3 separate regions of the Mus musculus genome follow, and regions 1 and 2 are each linked to region 3. The links are chromatin contacts, called in public Hi-C maps. All regions are on one chromosome and are shown on one strand. Each heading gives the region's core, a stretch centred on a gene start, on an enhancer-like site or on the middle of the called end of the contact. The rest is flanking DNA. Distances are from core to core; before and after follow the strand shown.

What was found. Hi-C and Micro-C count contacts between places; a contact is called where the count stands out from the background.
Region 1: a contact with region 3 is called in a Hi-C map of the N1E-115 cell line, with 4 times the contacts expected there. The contact joins two enhancer-like sites. A contact is called at or near these places in 3 of 15 datasets of contacts at CTCF or cohesin (the NIH/3T3 cell line, large pre-B cells and pro-B cells), 6 of 484 Hi-C or Micro-C datasets (CD8 T cells, the N1E-115 cell line, bone marrow-derived macrophages and 3 more) and 3 of 115 datasets of contacts at active chromatin or transcription factors (astrocytes, neural progenitor cells and stem cell-derived neural progenitor cells).
Region 2: a Hi-C map of the N1E-115 cell line shows a contact between it and region 3, with 4 times the contacts expected there. The contact joins two enhancer-like sites. A contact is called at or near these places in 6 of 484 Hi-C or Micro-C datasets (CD4 T cells, the HL-1 cell line, the N1E-115 cell line and 3 more).

The regions. Positions count from the first base shown.
Region 1 is chr1:183,793,052-183,795,846 of GRCm38.p6, reverse strand. All of the region lies in intron 2 of Gm34068 (predicted gene, 34068), which reads right to left. Among named protein-coding and RNA genes, the nearest start is that of Gm34068, 45 kb to the right of the region's middle. Within about 2 kb of position 1,521, at least 16 of the 459 cell types and tissues checked have an H3K27ac peak or open chromatin away from gene starts, as enhancers often do. A contact at or near this core is called in the N1E-115 cell line, where this site is marked.
Region 2 is chr1:183,960,697-183,963,480 of GRCm38.p6, reverse strand. No RefSeq gene overlaps it. Among named protein-coding and RNA genes, the nearest start is that of Gm34130, 25 kb to the right of the region's middle. Within about 2 kb of position 1,385, at least 15 of the 459 cell types and tissues checked have an H3K27ac peak or open chromatin away from gene starts, as enhancers often do. A contact at or near this core is called in Th2 cells, where this site is marked.
Region 3 is chr1:184,234,416-184,237,560 of GRCm38.p6, reverse strand. No RefSeq gene overlaps it. Among named protein-coding and RNA genes, the nearest start is that of Gm34177, 93 kb to the left of the region's middle. Within about 2 kb of position 1,775, at least 58 of the 459 cell types and tissues checked have an H3K27ac peak or open chromatin away from gene starts, as enhancers often do. A contact at or near this core is called in the N1E-115 cell line and Th2 cells, where this site is marked.

The sequences.
Region 1 (2,795 bases), core at 272-2,771, 440 kb after region 3:
TTCTTTGGTTTTCTGGTTAAATTGCTTAATAATCTCTGGGGAGCCCTAGTGTTACATTTCAATACATATATGCAACATATAATGGCCACATGAGAGAAATTAGTTCATTTATCACATCAAGCAGCTATTATTTGTTGTATGTGGAAACATTTAAAATCCTCTCTGCTGACTATTTTGAAAAATGCAATTAATTTTACTGTGCTGTAGAGCGTTAGAAGTCATTGTTCCTATCCAACCTCGTCTTTATGTACATTGAACACCTTTGGCATCCTCTCAACTCCTCCTCTACTTAGCAAACTCGGCTGACCAATGTTCTATCTAGAGGGCATGAGGATGTTGTGCTAACATGTAACACAGAAGGATTTATACCTGTTTCCACCAGGAAAACTGGGAATGGTGATCTTCACTATAAGTAGGGCCTGGCCTCATGAATCCCCCAGACAATTACACTTACCCTAGCCTCTTCCTGGACTACTGAGCATTGTTTCTCAGTCAACAGAGCCCCTTCTCATGCCCATGTGCTTTGCAAAGGAGTTTGGACATAGCTATGCCTTGTGGTGATAATTGTTACAAGGAAACGTTTTGCCCAAAGTTGTACTAATCTAAATGGCCACTTAGGGTCAGACTCTAGAAGCTTGAACCAACACCAAATAAATAAGTTGTGATGAGCCAAGTCTCCTTGTCTTGTGTGGTTCATTACTCTGCCAGCCATGGTACTTGTGAGAGCCCCCACCCCCAAATCCTGCTCTCTACTTCTCCGGATTGGCTTCATTTTTCTGTGTCTAACATATTTTACTTGATACAGTATCCTCCAATTTCCATCCACGGTATTTAAGGTGATGAAATTTCATTCTTCTATCACCAAATGACAGTATACTGATTGTAAAAACCACATTACTTACCCATCTAACCATCAGTCAACACCTAGGGTTAAAAAAAAAAAAAAACAATGTGCACATCATTTGTATTAGTAAATACAATGAAGTTGATAGGTCCCCCTTTACCTTGTAAAGAGAAAAGGGTTGGTGGGCTCATGTTTTTACAGCTCCAGTACAATTCTAGGTGGCCCAGTTGCCTTGAGCCTGTGTTGAGGGTACCAGATAGTATCGTCAAGAGTGTGCACTGAAACAATCTACTCCTTAGTGTGCTGGGGAGAAGAGTAATACCTGGAAACTGTGCTCCCACAATCCCCTTCATGGCAGGCCTCCAGTGACCTAGCTTACTCTCACTCAGCCTCCACTCTTGGAAGTTCCACCGCCTCCAAAACGGATGAACGCCCATCTGAAAGGTTTAAGTGGCAGCGATACTTTTTTCCTCTAACATTTCCTAGTCCTGCCAGAACAAGTACTGCACTACAGTATTCTGGGTGTCTGGAGACACACTATGGATGTGTGTGATCTGGCTCCAGCCTGGCAGAATGAGACAAACCCAGTTCCCCTTGGGAGAGAACCTAAGCTGAGCATCCTGGCGGCAGCAGCATTCCAGGACCAGGCTCTGCCTTCGTATGTCACTTCTGTTCCCTCTGCCTTCAGCTGCAGACAGAGTTAACACAACAGCCAGACAGACAGCAGGCCAAGTTCAAGGACTACATCTGCCAAGAGCATTTTCCCTATAAAGTGTCAGATGCAGACAAGGCTGCTTGAAGCTCGTGTAACATTTCACCATATGCCACTTTTGAAACAACCCTGTTCCGCGGGGACACCTCAAAATGTTTTTCTTTCTAAACAGACCTGATGATAAAGACATGGGAAGTCCTGGAGCCCAGAGGCTGTCACAAATCTCACGTACTAACAATTTTATCTTATCTCCTGGGCACCGTGGGGGTGGAACAGAAGCTGCAGCCGAGTGCTGAGCTCACTAGACATCTGCCAGCATCTGCTCCTTGCAAACAGGAGGGCCTCTCTGCTGGATGGCCATGCCTGGTTTAAGCAAAGGCTTCAAAGTGTCATGAATTCCATCTGAGTGAATGGAAAAGGACTGGGTCCATATGCTTTGCTTTTCTAACCTTCCACCTGCTCAGAAGTGCGGCCTCTCAGATTTAAAGAAAAAATAAATCCCCTGTACATTTGTAAATAAAAAAGAAGACTGGGTAAATAAAGATTAAAATTAGCGTGACATTATCTTTAAGTAATATGATAAGGAAGGGAGTTGGCTCAGTCAGTAAAGTGTCTGCCTACAAGCACAAGGACCGCCATTCAATCCCCAGAACCTACATTAAAAAAAATAATACTAATAAAAGCAAGTGGAGTGTTTGTAATCTCAACACTGGGAAGGCGGAGGCAAACACATCCCTAGGACTTGCTGGCCACCAGCCTAGCAAGTTATAGACCAGTGAGAGACCTGGTCTCAAAGAACTAGATGGATATAACCTGAGGAATGACAGCCAAGGCTGCCCTCTAGCCTCCACATGCACATACAAGCACATAAACAAACATGCGAGCACACACACACACACACACACACACATGCGCATATATACCCATGCACACACATGAACACACACACAAACATACATGCATATATGCATACATATCTGTGCATACAAATGTACACAAACAAGCACACACATGAATGCATGCATACTCATGCACACACACACATGTGCACACACATAAACACACATGCACACATGCATACACACCCATGCACACATATGTGCACACACATGAGCACACACACAAGCAATAAAAGAAGAGTAGTAAATATAGATAATTACATATTAGCCTAACCGGTCTATAATGACTATTATTTTCTTCATATAAAAAATATCAATAAATGAAAAATGTGGCAAAAAA
Region 2 (2,784 bases), core at 136-2,635, 270 kb after region 3:
GCTCCACACAGAGGCCATGCCCGGAGATGAGCAGGGTCCATGGGAATTGGAGGTAAGCGATTCTTGGAAGTCAAAGCAGGCAGGCAGCCAGCCTCTGGTAGGTTTGTCCACAGCATTCCAGGCCCAGTGCTGAGGTAGACCTTCTCCTGACACTGCCCCCAAGAAGAAGATGGGTAAACACAGGATAAGCCTGGATAGGCACAAAATGAAATAATACAACATGCTGGATCCCTGGGAGAAGGTTAGGAAGAAAAGTTCTGCATTTGGGTGGACTGTGACTAGACCAGAGATTGTAGACCAGCCCAGAAAGGAGTCCATGAGGAACTCAAGGGGTAGTAAAGGGGAAAGGCAACTCAAGTTAACTCTAGTCAGCTGCCCAACAAAATCCAGAGAGTGACTTAATACTGGAGTGCGTTGCTGGGAGGATGGGGCTTAGGAGAAATTCTGAATTCTGAGTAGTTTCTGAATTCCATATCTGAAAACCATGCTGGTATAGGTGTTGAGCCTTGAATGTAGCAGGTGGTGCTGGTGAAACCATGCATGAACTCTTCTCTAGATATCTGGGATCTACAAAGAATGAGACCTAGATAGACTGGAGCTTCCTCAGGATGTCCTTATTAACAAGAGACTGAGAGCATCAAGTCCAACCTGGGTGGCCAGACAATCATCTTACTTTAAATCACCATTTGTCCCCAAGCAAACACACCAGCAGAGCTCATCTAAACCTGTAGACATTCACTCTGGCAGGGCACTGAGTGCAGCAGCTGGTGTCGCTGCAATGGAGACAGCCTCCACGATGCAGCTAGGGCTTCTGATCTCATTCTAGGAAGTTCTTTTAGGTGACTTAAAAGTGGAGTCATCTTGCTTTCCTGGTAGTCTGCTGTTACTTTGTTTGCCTTACCTCTGGGCAAACCTGTAGCCCTTGTTATTTCTACCACTCTACTGACAGTAGACAGACAGATACACAAGCATGTGCACACACACATGCATAGACACACAGATACACAGACACACACACACACAGATACATAGGCACACACACATGCATAGACACACAGATACACACACACACACAGATACACAGACACACACACACACACATGCATAGACACACAGATACACACATACACACAGATACACATTTCTTACCATGTTTTGGACCTGAGGTTTCACTTTCTTACTTACATTGTTTTGAATTTTATCTATTTATTTTGTTTTGTTTCTGGTCCTCTTTGCCTTTCTTTTGGGTAGAAAAACAGACAAGTGTTTGATGGAAGAAATAAGCAAAAATATCAGCTCCTTTTGAGTTGTTTGCTGAGCTCTTTCTCCATCATCTTCCATTTCCACACCTGATGGGACAAGTACTCCATCTAATGACAGAGGCCACATGTCAGAAGCCAGCTTACTAAGCCTGGTGTGTCCTGATCATGTTAGGCAGCACCAACAGTAACCTTGGTTATGGTCTTGATGGACACCCCAGCAGGTAGAACCTAGACACTTCTGACCCCCCAACATGGAACAAGTTTCATTTAAGATATTTTGACTCTCATTTTTAAATTTCCTTTACTCCAGCTTCCTGCTTCCACTTATCTTCTATATAAGTCCCTCAAAAAGAAGCAGGAAATGAAAAGATTTCCAAGAAGGAGGAAGATGATAATCTTTGAATCAAGGAGATCCAAGGACACAGCTCTTGACCCTAAAGGGAAAGATTCCAAGAATAAAATAGGTCCATGGGCACAAGGACCCAAACCCAAGCACCTTTTTGAAATAGCTTTAAAGATAGAATCTTGACTTGAGAATGCTTTTATTTTTTTGTGTGTGTCAGCCCTTCTGTACTGCCAATTTTTGCAGCTAATCATAGCTGTTCTGTGAATGCTACTTGCTGCTTCCTGGACAGGTGGCCAGCTCTTGCTCTCGGTGCCCTTTTATGCTCACCAGGCGATTCCTTGTACCAACAGGACACAGGCAATACTATTCACAATTGAGCCACCATCTTTCTTTGCCTTTCAAACTCTGCCCCTCCCTCTGCCTGTGGTTACTACTCAGAAACATGCACCAATTTGATTACCATCTCTGTCCTCAAACTTTAGAAATTTTAATGAATATTAATACATTAAAGAAGTGACAATTATAGCAATGTATCATTGATAGCATGGTGTTTTAAATACATATTTATATAGAGCTGAAGAGATGGTTCAGGGGTTAAGAGCATGTACTACTCTTGCAGGGGACATACATGTGGTTCCCAGCACCTATGTCAGGTGGCTGACAAGCACTCATACTCCATCTCTCAGCGGGCACAGGCAGATACCTCTGGTCTCTGTGGGTACCTATACTTATATGTGCATACCCACAAACAGGTATACACTTACTTTTAAAAATAAGAAAGGAAAATGGATAAATCAAGTTAACTAATATATTACCTTAGACAACTGTTTTTTTTTTAATGATGAGGTTATTTAAATTAGTCCCTTATAGGATTTTCCCAATACATAATACATCACATTAACTATAGAATTTATGTCTCCAATCTGAAATATAGCCATTAACTGTGGAATTTATGTCTCCAATCTGAAATATAACCTTTAAGATCTCCCTAGTTCCAAACACGATTTCCAACTCTAGTGTACAATACCTCCATTCCTTGTTTCTACCCAGGATGCTCTTGTCTGGCCAACATTGTCTGTTTAGATTGCACGATTCAGGATTCTGAACAAGTTCTAGTTGCTACACAGGATTTCTCCCCCATTCTCAGTCTTACCAGTGGTATATCATGTTCTCTCA
Region 3 (3,145 bases), core at 526-3,025:
TCACCTGGAAACAGGAGTCCAGAATGTGCCTCAGCCCCAGCCTCCACGTGCTGGTGGGCTCTGTGCATAGAATGGACTCTGCATGCAATAGGGTGGCAAGGGCAGAGCTGTGTCCTCCCAAATGGGCTCGGCACAAGAGTCACCTCAGACTGTGGATTAGGGTTGAGTGCGAAGCTATCGGGATGGGAGGGAGGCTGAGTGTGTCTTTTTTCTGTTGTGGGGAAAGGAGCGGGGAGGGATCAATCTCCAAAGACATGTCTATGCAGTCAGAAGTGAAACAGAGGAAATAAAAGTCAGGGGTCTGCTACCCTCAAGGGTGAGGACAAGGGAAACTCGGGAAGGAAGGAGAATTGAAGCGCTCTTCCTCGGTGTTTCTTTCTCTGCCTTCTGCTTATCCCGAGCAATCCCACTGGCTGTGACACTCTGGGAAGAGTCAAAGGCCTTTGCAACCGTGCAGTGTAGGTGCTCTGACTGAGCTGGTGCAGCAGCCAACCGCGATGTCAGTAAAGGGCTTGCTTGCCTTATAAGCATGAGGATTAAGTTCAACCCCTCAGAGCCCATATAAAAAGCCAGGCATGGTGGTGTCTGCCTGCGATGTCTGCTGGAGAGGAGACAGGCAGAGTCCTGGGGATTGAGGAGATAGAGACAGGCAGACCCTGGGGTTTGGGAAGGTGGAAGCAGGCAGAACCACAGGTTTCCAGCACCAGCCAACCTTACCTCCCTGATAAGTTCCAGGCCAGTGAGATGTCTCAAAACCAGGTGTATGACATCAGAGGAATGACAGTGAGATCTGACCTCTCCAGACCCACACTCACACTGTTGTCTTAGCTTAAAGACCTGAACAGTAACGGAAGTGACTGTGAGCCTTCCAAACCCAAGCCTTAACAGTCACTAAAATCTGCATTGTCCCCTCAGCAACATCTATAATGACCATTGGCTCCCTCCTGCTGCTCAGATTTGTCTCTAACAGGATGACACGTGCATTTCCTTAACAACGTGCTTCTCTTAGTTCTTGTATTTGCTGTGTGTCTGCGGAGAAATCGCTCGCGTCTCTGGGCTTCAGTTCTTTGAACACACTGGGAGTATATATCTAGCCTATTTGATTGGCATGATTATTTTGAGGATCTGATGGTGTGTTCTAGACCAAACAACACACGTTTTCTTCCATATGTGGGTTCTTCGTGTGGCAGGCACATAGAACCATATATGTACTGATGATGTGAAAGTGGAGGTGAAAGTCTTTGGGGAGCAGAGAGGGGTTCACAGGAGTGAGAAGGCAAGAAACACTGCAGGCAGCAGGTGTTGAATTGTCCCAGAGGTCCAGTTTCCTCATCTATGTGACTCCAGGGCTGGCTGCAGACATGCTGACCTCCCCCATCTCTGTCGGCACAGGGCACATGTCGGCCTACCCCTCCTTGTTCACTTCTGTGCATCCCTCTGACCATGGATTCTGACAGGACTGTATCTGGGTATCCATCCTTTTCCATTTCTCCTGTTGAACCAGGAAGTAGATTCTCCCCAGCTGGAAAGCGCTTCCTTTCTCTTTTCAGGAAGTGGCCTGAACTCAATCTCTTCACCCCTTTCACTCTCATGGCTAATTCTAGAAGGATCCTGAATGTGCGCACCTCCGTGGGGTAAAGGCGGTCCATAAGGACGCCCTTTAACTCCTCTGACTACCAGATTGTGGGCTCACTGGGGCCCCTGGCCTGCCTGACGGGTCCTTTCAACCTTCCTCCGAGGGCCAGTCTGTGACTGCACAGAAGAGGGCGCTCTTGTGCAGAGCCGGGACTGGCTTGCCGGGAGGAGTTTCCCGGTTCCTGTTAAGCCTGTGACCTCTGCTGAGGATATTAGATAAAAGGGATCATCACCACTGCCTGCATGTTCTGCAAAATGCAGACAAAACCCGCCAAACTGATAAAATGTTAGGGAACGCCTGGCGAGGCGGAAGGCTGCTCTCCCATCTTCCTGTCCTCCAATGGTCTGAGAGGATGCGGCCAGCTTTTATCAGCTTCCTCCCCTTCCAGCACGCTCACCTCTGTGAAAACCATCAAAGAATGGGGATAAAAACAGTCGTGTGTTTGTTCCAGAGTCTGAGGACTGCTCTCGCTGTTTTGGAAATTACTTACCAGGAACTCATTTTGTCAAACAGACATTTACTGAAAGCCGGGTGTTCAGCTTTTTGACACTTTCAGGAGCAGGCTTCAAGCTCCTTCCTTGCCTGGGCTCTGCTTCCCTCTCTAGTCTAGTTTCCCGATAATTGCCTGTGCGCTGGTTCTTCCCGCCTCCGGCTTTATTGTCACATTCCCATTTTGCTAGAATTATTTTTCTGGCTCCTTTTTTTATTATAATCTTCAGAGCTCAGCATAAATGTCATGTTCTCAAAGATTTTCCCGGGTGTATGCAGTATTCAGAGTTCCACGGATAGGGAAAACAAGAGGAAATGGACAGAGGGATGGAAGATAGACTGATAGACTTATATGATATTGGCATACATTCAAGATATATATGCTATATACAGATAAATTAGTATTGACATGTTCAAGATACATTGAGTGTATGTTCCAGGAATAATATGAAAATACACACACGGTAAAGAGATAGGTTATTTATTTGTGTCTCTTTCTCTCCATAAATGTGTGTGTGTGTGTGTGTGTGTGTGTGTGTGTGTGTGTGTGTGTTGTACTTACAGAGGCTAAATCCTAATGTACACAGGAGGCAAACTGGAAACCCTGGAGAACCGACGGTGTGCTTCTGGCCCAGCTGTTATTGTCTATTCTCATCAATATTCAGAGACTGATTTCCCAGCTGATTTCAAAGAGGCCGAGGGAAAGGGAAAAGGGGAGGGAGAGAGAGAGGAGAGGGAGAGGTAGGGAGGAGGGAGAGGGAGGGGGAGAGACAGACAGGGAGACAGAGACGGGGGGTGAGAAACAGAGAGACAGAGAGAGACAGAGAATGCTCCCTTCCCCAGCTTTTGTGTTCTGCTCAGACTGTCCATAGGTTGAATGAGGCTCTGCTCCATTTGTAATCTGTTAACTCATGCTAGTGATTCAGGCTCAGTTGTTAAAGGTGCTCCACGGTACAGTGGTGACCCGAGTTTGAGAGCCTAGACTGACATGGTGAAAGAAGAGAACTGACTCCTCTGGCC